Regions from separate parts of the Mus musculus genome. Here region 1 is linked to region 2. A link is a contact called in public Hi-C data. All regions are on one chromosome and are shown on one strand. Each heading gives the region's core, a stretch centred on a gene start, on an enhancer-like site or on the middle of the called end of the contact. The rest is flanking DNA. Distances are from core to core; before and after follow the strand shown.

Region 1 (3,102 bases), core at 174-2,673, 360 kb after region 2:
TGATAATATTCCTTTTTTTCCAATGATAATGTCATAAGCCTCATTTTCCCTTCTGTTAGGTCTTGATTATTCCCCAACAGGCTGATATTTAAAATAAAAACATTTAAAACTTTATCTTAGCATAACAGTTAATATGACTGCATGCATAGAAGAGAAAATAAGCCTATAGAAACTGTTAATGTTATCCCACACACATTAAGTCTAATGCAGCTTATCTAGCTAGCAGTTGCCCTTCAGGGTTGATCTGATGGTAAAGTCAAATCTTGGTTCTTAAAAGGTAAAATAAATAAGAGGATGGGCAACTCAGAATCAGCATTTCACTGTTAGGGCAGGGCTAACATTCAAGGGTCATTTGTATCTGACAGAAAAGATAACCAGGGAAGTTCTATACCCTTTGTGTAAGAGTCAACTCTAAATTATCCCTATTGATTTGCTTGCTATTTTTGTCTTTATTGCTTTGTCAATGACCTACAACAGCTGCATATTTAAGGGGTACAACGTGGTGTCTTGATTTATGTGTTTACTGTGTATAATTTTTAAGTATTTATTTTATTTGTTGCTATTATACTGTAATTACATCATTACCTGTTACCAATTTCTCCCTCTAAGCCCTCCCATGTACTCCATGTCCCTTCCTGTCTTTCAAATTCATGGCCTCTTTTTTTTTTAATTTTTCTTACACACACACACATACACACACACACACAAGCTTTCATACATAAACACGACCTGTTCAGTCTGTATTATGATCCTTGTATGTGTAAGTTTTCAGGGCAGACCATTCGGTGTTGGAGAACCAATTGATACACTCTTCCCTGGGGAAGGCTATTTCTTCAGCTCTCAGCATTCCTTAGTTGCCTGCAGTTCTTTGTGTAGGATTAAAACATCATGACCTTTCCCCCATATACATTAGCATGTCTACTGGTGTAATCCTTGTTGTCCTTGTTTAGGTCAGGTTTATGCTGCCATGTTGATGGACTTCATGGCTATAGCCTCTGACATTACTAGGAGACAGACTCTCACAGCAAACTCCCTGACTCTGTCTCCTACAGTCTTTGTACTCCTTTCACAGTGATCCCTGAGCCTAAAGTACAGGAGTGATAGTGTAGATATAACAAGTACGTCAATCAAAATTGAGCATATACTTGAACCAACTCTCAAAAGGGCCCCATTCTCATGTCTATTATATCACCATTTGTAGTTAGGAGATAAAATCATCCTAAATAGCCATAATGCTGAGTGGATATGCGGGTAGAATTTGTATATACAATGGAAAGCTACTTGGCCATAAAGAAGGATGACATTCTGTCATTTGTGACAACATGGAGAGACTGGAAGTCGTTATATCGTTATTGTTGTATAACATGCCAGAAGCCAGGTGCCTGGTGCAGATAATTAACTAATTACCCAGAAGATGCTTATGCAACTCCACTCTAGGTTATCAGTTTAAAACAGGAGGCAGAAGCTAGATCAGGCCACAGGAAGTGGCACTGGCTTCTGTCAGCTTCTAGGAGGAAGCTGGAGGGGAAGATAGAGGAAAACCTTGGCTGCCAGCCTAAGCTGACAGTTCCTGGGAAACAAAAATCGTCACATTAGGATTCAGTCCTAGCTTCCCAGCTTTAGTGTGTGCTGAACCACCTGCAGGCCCCTTCCCTGCCTTTGCATGTGAGGGCATCCGCTCATCTTTCAGGTTTCAGCTAAGAAACATACCCCTGGACCAATTTCTGCCCAAAGTGAATCCAGGACTCCCAAGGGCTGAGCAGAAATGGAAGCAGGTAAGACCATCTGAAGGGCAAGAGAGGAAAGGACCCTCCCCCAAGTTGTCTGTCCCCACCAACACTGCTTAACTTGTCTCTAGGTTCAACCATACCTCAGACACACCCTTCTGTTTTCTGTCCTGTAAGATTTTTAATTTCTGCCGGCTCATTATCCTAATTGGTTATGGTTTTTAATAGCACACACAAAAAGTTATCATACCACAAAGTAAATCATTAGCTAGAGGAACAGAAACAATAGAGGAGAAGACATTGAAGCAGAGAAGAGTGCTTGAGCTGTAGTTACCACAGAAATACAAATGTACAAAAGAACTGGAACTTAAATAGTGCGAGGAGTGGTTATGTAAGTGAAAGGGAAGAAGAGAAATGTTACTGAGAAGTTACTTCTGCAAGCCAGGAGGTACAGGGTGAATCCATCAATCATATTACAAAGGAGCACCACCGGGCCTCTGGGGAGATACTTTGTAAATCCAACAGACTACTAACACTTCTGTAGACCACAGGCTGGCATGAAAGCACTAAAAAGATGTAGGTAATTTCCAAGGTCAGTCAAAACCACCACTTACCATTTAATGAAAGTTTTAAACACTACAAATGCCCCCATTTTCTCCCCATCTTTTATGGTTTAGCAATAAGGAAAGGCTGTCCATCATGGTAGTCCATTCCTTAATGAGCCCTCTCTGACTCTTTAGGACTTTACAAAGAATAAAGGAATGGGAGCAAATGCAAATGTTTTACTAGCCTCTCTAAAAGAATAACATTAAAGAGACACACTACCCAGTAATGAAAATGGCTGACTTAAAGGAAATCTCATTCTCAGGAAGACCAACTATAGAACAATCAACAGTAACAGGCTTTATGTCCAAATGGGAGAGCAGGAGAAAGGTGTAGTATGCTTACCCTTGGTTAATAAGGCTTATACTGACACAATGGGGCCTAGGGGTGCTCAAAAGGCAGAGTTTAAGAAAAAATTATGCCTTTCTAAATAATAATTAATGGCAGTATTTTTTATTCACAAAGTACCACAGAAAACATCTTCCCTTCTGATCCCATTAATTCGCTACACAGAAACCTAAGCCAGGAAGAAAGGTCAAAGGGCTGCTAAACCTATGACATCACATCTGAAGCAATGTGAAAGCTGTTTTGTTCTGCACAAAACACCCTAGAGCCTCAGTTCCCTAGCTGCTGTCTAAACAAGAGCTGTTGTGCAGGCCCTAGGAGAAGAAATGCTCCTAAATTGTGAAGCTTGAGAGCTTCTCAAACCAGGAGATAGAGTCTGAGAACTAAAGCCTTACAGTCCTTAGTCAGACAGAAAGCTGAGGCTGCT
Region 2 (3,480 bases), core at 917-3,416:
TACAATGCTGTCTAATTGTCTTTTTTCTTTTTAATCCTCAGTCCTGCACTGGAGAACCTGTTGACTGACTGGGCTGGTTTGGTTACTCCCCACTGTTGGCCTCCAAGTCACAGGGGCTAGAGGTGGGGAGGTGGCAGTGGGAGGGGGGAAGATGGGGGAAGGTGATCACTTAACCAAAGCCATCTAGGCACTGCCGGGTTGTTATTCTCATCCTGAGTGGGATGGTGGGATGTTGACAGAACCTGGATTGAGGGAGGGGGTGATGGGTAGGGACTAGGGGAACAGGGAGAAAGATGAGGCTGAAGAAATGGCTTTGGGCTCTGTCCCAACCACTGGACTGTCTCTGGCTGACTGACTCTGGAATTTAAATTTTGGTAAATTTCAATTAATTTAAGCCATCATATTGGGTGGTCCACACCTAGCCACTTAATCAAGTATTTTGGGTCTGGTAGTTATGTTCCTTCAGATTACGTTCCTGTGTCTTGTGTCCGATGAGCAAAATATTCCTAACTTTTAAGGTTTTTTTCTTTCTTTCTTTTTTTAATTTATTTTTTTAATTAGGTATTTTCTTCATTTACATTTCAAATGCTATCCCAAAAGTCCCCCAGACCCCCCCCCACTCCCCTACCCACCTACTCCCACTTCTTGGCCCTGGCGTTCCCCCATACTGAGGCATATAAAGTTTGCAAGACCAAGGGGCCTCTCTTCCCAATGATGGCCAACTAGGCCATCTTCTGATATATGCAGCTAGAGACACGAGCTCTGGGGGGTACTGGTTAGTTCATATTGTTGTTCCACCTATAGGGTTGCAGTTCCCTTTAACTCCTTGGGTACTTTCTCTAGCTCCTCCATTGGGGGCCCTGTGATCCATCCAATAGCTGACTGTGAGCATCCACTTCTGTGTTTGCCAGGCCCTGGCATAGCCTCATAAGAGACAGCTATATCAGGGTCCTTTCAGCAAAATCTTGCTGGTGTATGCAATGGTGTCTGCATTTGGTGGCTGATTATGGGATGGATCCCCGGGTATGGCAGTCTCTAGATGGTCCATCCTTTCGTCTCAGCTCCAAACTTTGTCTCTGTAACTCCTTCCATAGGTGTTTTGTTCCCAATTCTAAGAAGGGACAAGAAGGGAAATTTCACTGTAGCCATGGCAGTGGTGACAGAGGGAACTCCGGACTTCTTGAAGTCATAGAAAATCTTCAGCGTGTTGTGACATTGGAGGTTTTCCCCTGGGGAATCCCCTTTTCTGTGGGGAGAGGGAACAGAATTATCCTCTGCACCCCTCTCTTCCAGGCTGTTTAACATCTGTATGCCTGTGACAAATATCTCACCTCTTGTCTGACTCATTAGCTCTTTAATCTCCAAGCTTAGTTTATTGGACAAGCCAGGCAAAATGGTTGTTCTTGCTCAGAGAGGCTTGTTCACATTGGGCTTCTTATTCTAATTAAAAATTTTTTCAGACAACGTATTTTGACCATGTCCACCCCCTCTGCCAACTCCTCTCAACCCCTACCCTTTAACCTTTGTACATGTTCTTCCTCCAGTCTGAAACAGCTGTGCCTGTCCTCCCCAAGTTCTTTAAATCCCCATTCAAAGCTTCTTGCCTGGAAGCACCATTTTCTGATCAAATTCACTCAGCTTTAATTTTAGCATTAAACACATCAATTTCACATACTTACATAAATACTCTTGTGAGCTACACTATTTTAGGTAAAAGTTAACGTAGAATTAAATTTCCTGGCACTGCATCCGGCTTTCAGCTGTTTGCCTTTTTCTGGAACCTACCACATTTTAGTTCCACTTAACGTTCATAGCACAGGGTGAGCCCAAGAGCATTCATTATGTTTATATTCTAAGATGCAGCCTACACAGTCATAGTGATTAATGGAGGTGTGAGCCTTTGACCTCACCTGAGCTAGTCGAATGCCTTTCCCCAGTACTGGACAATTTAAGCTCCCAGACCCAGTTTTGGAGAGAGGAAAGGACCTTGGCAATTTTGAATCTTATAAAAAGCCCAATCCTAGAATGAAAACCTACATTCTGCTGGTCGTTGGGGGCTTCCAAGTTGTGGTTTTGCGCTTTCTTTTTTGGAAGCTACAACATTCTAGCTTCCTTGTAAGTATGTTCCTCTTTTCTAGCCACTAGCTAACATTAGTCTCAATGGCTGGCTTTCAAATGCAGACATACTTTCAGCTGTTCATTTGAAGTTAAAAGGCCTCCAGATGGTGTGCCCAGAGTAACTTTCTTAGGCATTTGGCAGTGTCTGTCCTCTCCTCTCTCCTTTTATCTGCTTCTTTCCTATTTCTCTTCATTCCTTTGTATCCATATCCTCATGTGTATGTGTTGTGGGGAATGCTATCCTTACCACAAACCTGGACTTCTCTTCAGCTCTCTATGTCCTGTCTCACGCTTTGTCTTCATTATTTTCGCATCACTGTGATCCAACTGTTTGACAGGAAAAATTTTAAGGCAGGAAAAAAATGATTTCTGGCTTACTGTTTCAGAGGGTTCAGCCCATAGTAGCTTGGCTATGTGCATTTAGATAGAACATTATGAAGGTAGAAGTACGTGTCTGAGGAAAAGTCCACACTGTTAGGGAAGTGGGAAAAACGGGATATTGATGTTCTACCAGCTTTTGTTATATTCACCTTTAACTTGTCTGGGCCCCGGCCCACAGGATGGTACCACCAACATTTAAGATGAATCTTCCTCCCATAATTAATCATCTCTGGAAATGCCCTGACCTTTCCTTAGCACACTCATAATGTAACTAAACTACCTCACCATTCACCTAGATCAGTGGTTCTCAACCTTCCTAATACTGCAACCCTTTAATGCATTTCCTCATGTGTGGTGACCTCCAACCATAAAACTATTTAGTTGATACTTCATAGCTGTAATTTTGTTACTGTTATGAATCATAATGTAAATATCTAATACACAACCCCCAGGGGGTCATGACTTACAGGCTGCGATCTGCTGGCTTAAATGATTCTAACTCTATACAAGTTGACAGTTGCGATGGTTTGAATAGATATGGTCCCCATAGACTTAAGCTTGAATGCTTGGCCCACAGGGAGTGGCACTACTAGGGGATGTGGCCTTAGTGGGGTAGGTGTGGCCTTGTTGGAGGAAGTGTGTCACTTGGAAGGTGGATTTTGAGGTCTTATATATAATGCTCAAGTTATGCCCAGTGAGGCAGACAGTCTCCTTATGTTGCCTGTGGATCAAGATGTAGAACTCTTAGCTGTACCTCCTCCAGCACAGCATCTGCATGCAAGCTTCCATGCTTCTTGCCATGATGATAGTAGACGGAACTTCTGACACTGTAAGCCAGCCCCAAATTAAATGTTTTTTGTTTGTTTGTTTTGTTTTGTTTTGTAACTATTGCCTTGGTCATGATGTCTCTTCACAGCAATGAAACCTTAACCAAGACAACAATGAAGATGAGCCACCTTGTTGCCTATTTTGAAAGCTTTA

Evidence for each region. A called contact is a pair of places that touch in the nucleus more often than the background predicts.
Region 1: a contact with region 2 is called in a Hi-C map of the HPC-7 cell line, with 2.5 times the contacts expected there. The contact joins two enhancer-like sites. A contact is called at or near these places in 1 of 484 Hi-C or Micro-C datasets (the HPC-7 cell line) and 1 of 9 other capture datasets (embryonic stem cells).

Annotation. Positions count from the first base shown.
Region 1 is chr8:68,605,413-68,608,514 of GRCm38.p6, forward strand. The region is part of intron 2 of Csgalnact1 (chondroitin sulfate N-acetylgalactosaminyltransferase 1); the gene reads right to left. Among named protein-coding and RNA genes, the nearest start is that of Csgalnact1, 130 kb to the right of the region's middle. Within about 2 kb of position 1,424, at least 40 of the 459 cell types and tissues checked have an H3K27ac peak or open chromatin away from gene starts, as enhancers often do. A contact at or near this core is called in the HPC-7 cell line, where this site is marked.
Region 2 is chr8:68,245,930-68,249,409 of GRCm38.p6, forward strand. No RefSeq gene overlaps it. Among named protein-coding and RNA genes, the nearest start is that of Sh2d4a, 29 kb to the right of the region's middle. Within about 2 kb of position 2,167, at least 42 of the 459 cell types and tissues checked have an H3K27ac peak or open chromatin away from gene starts, as enhancers often do. A contact at or near this core is called in the HPC-7 cell line, where this site is marked.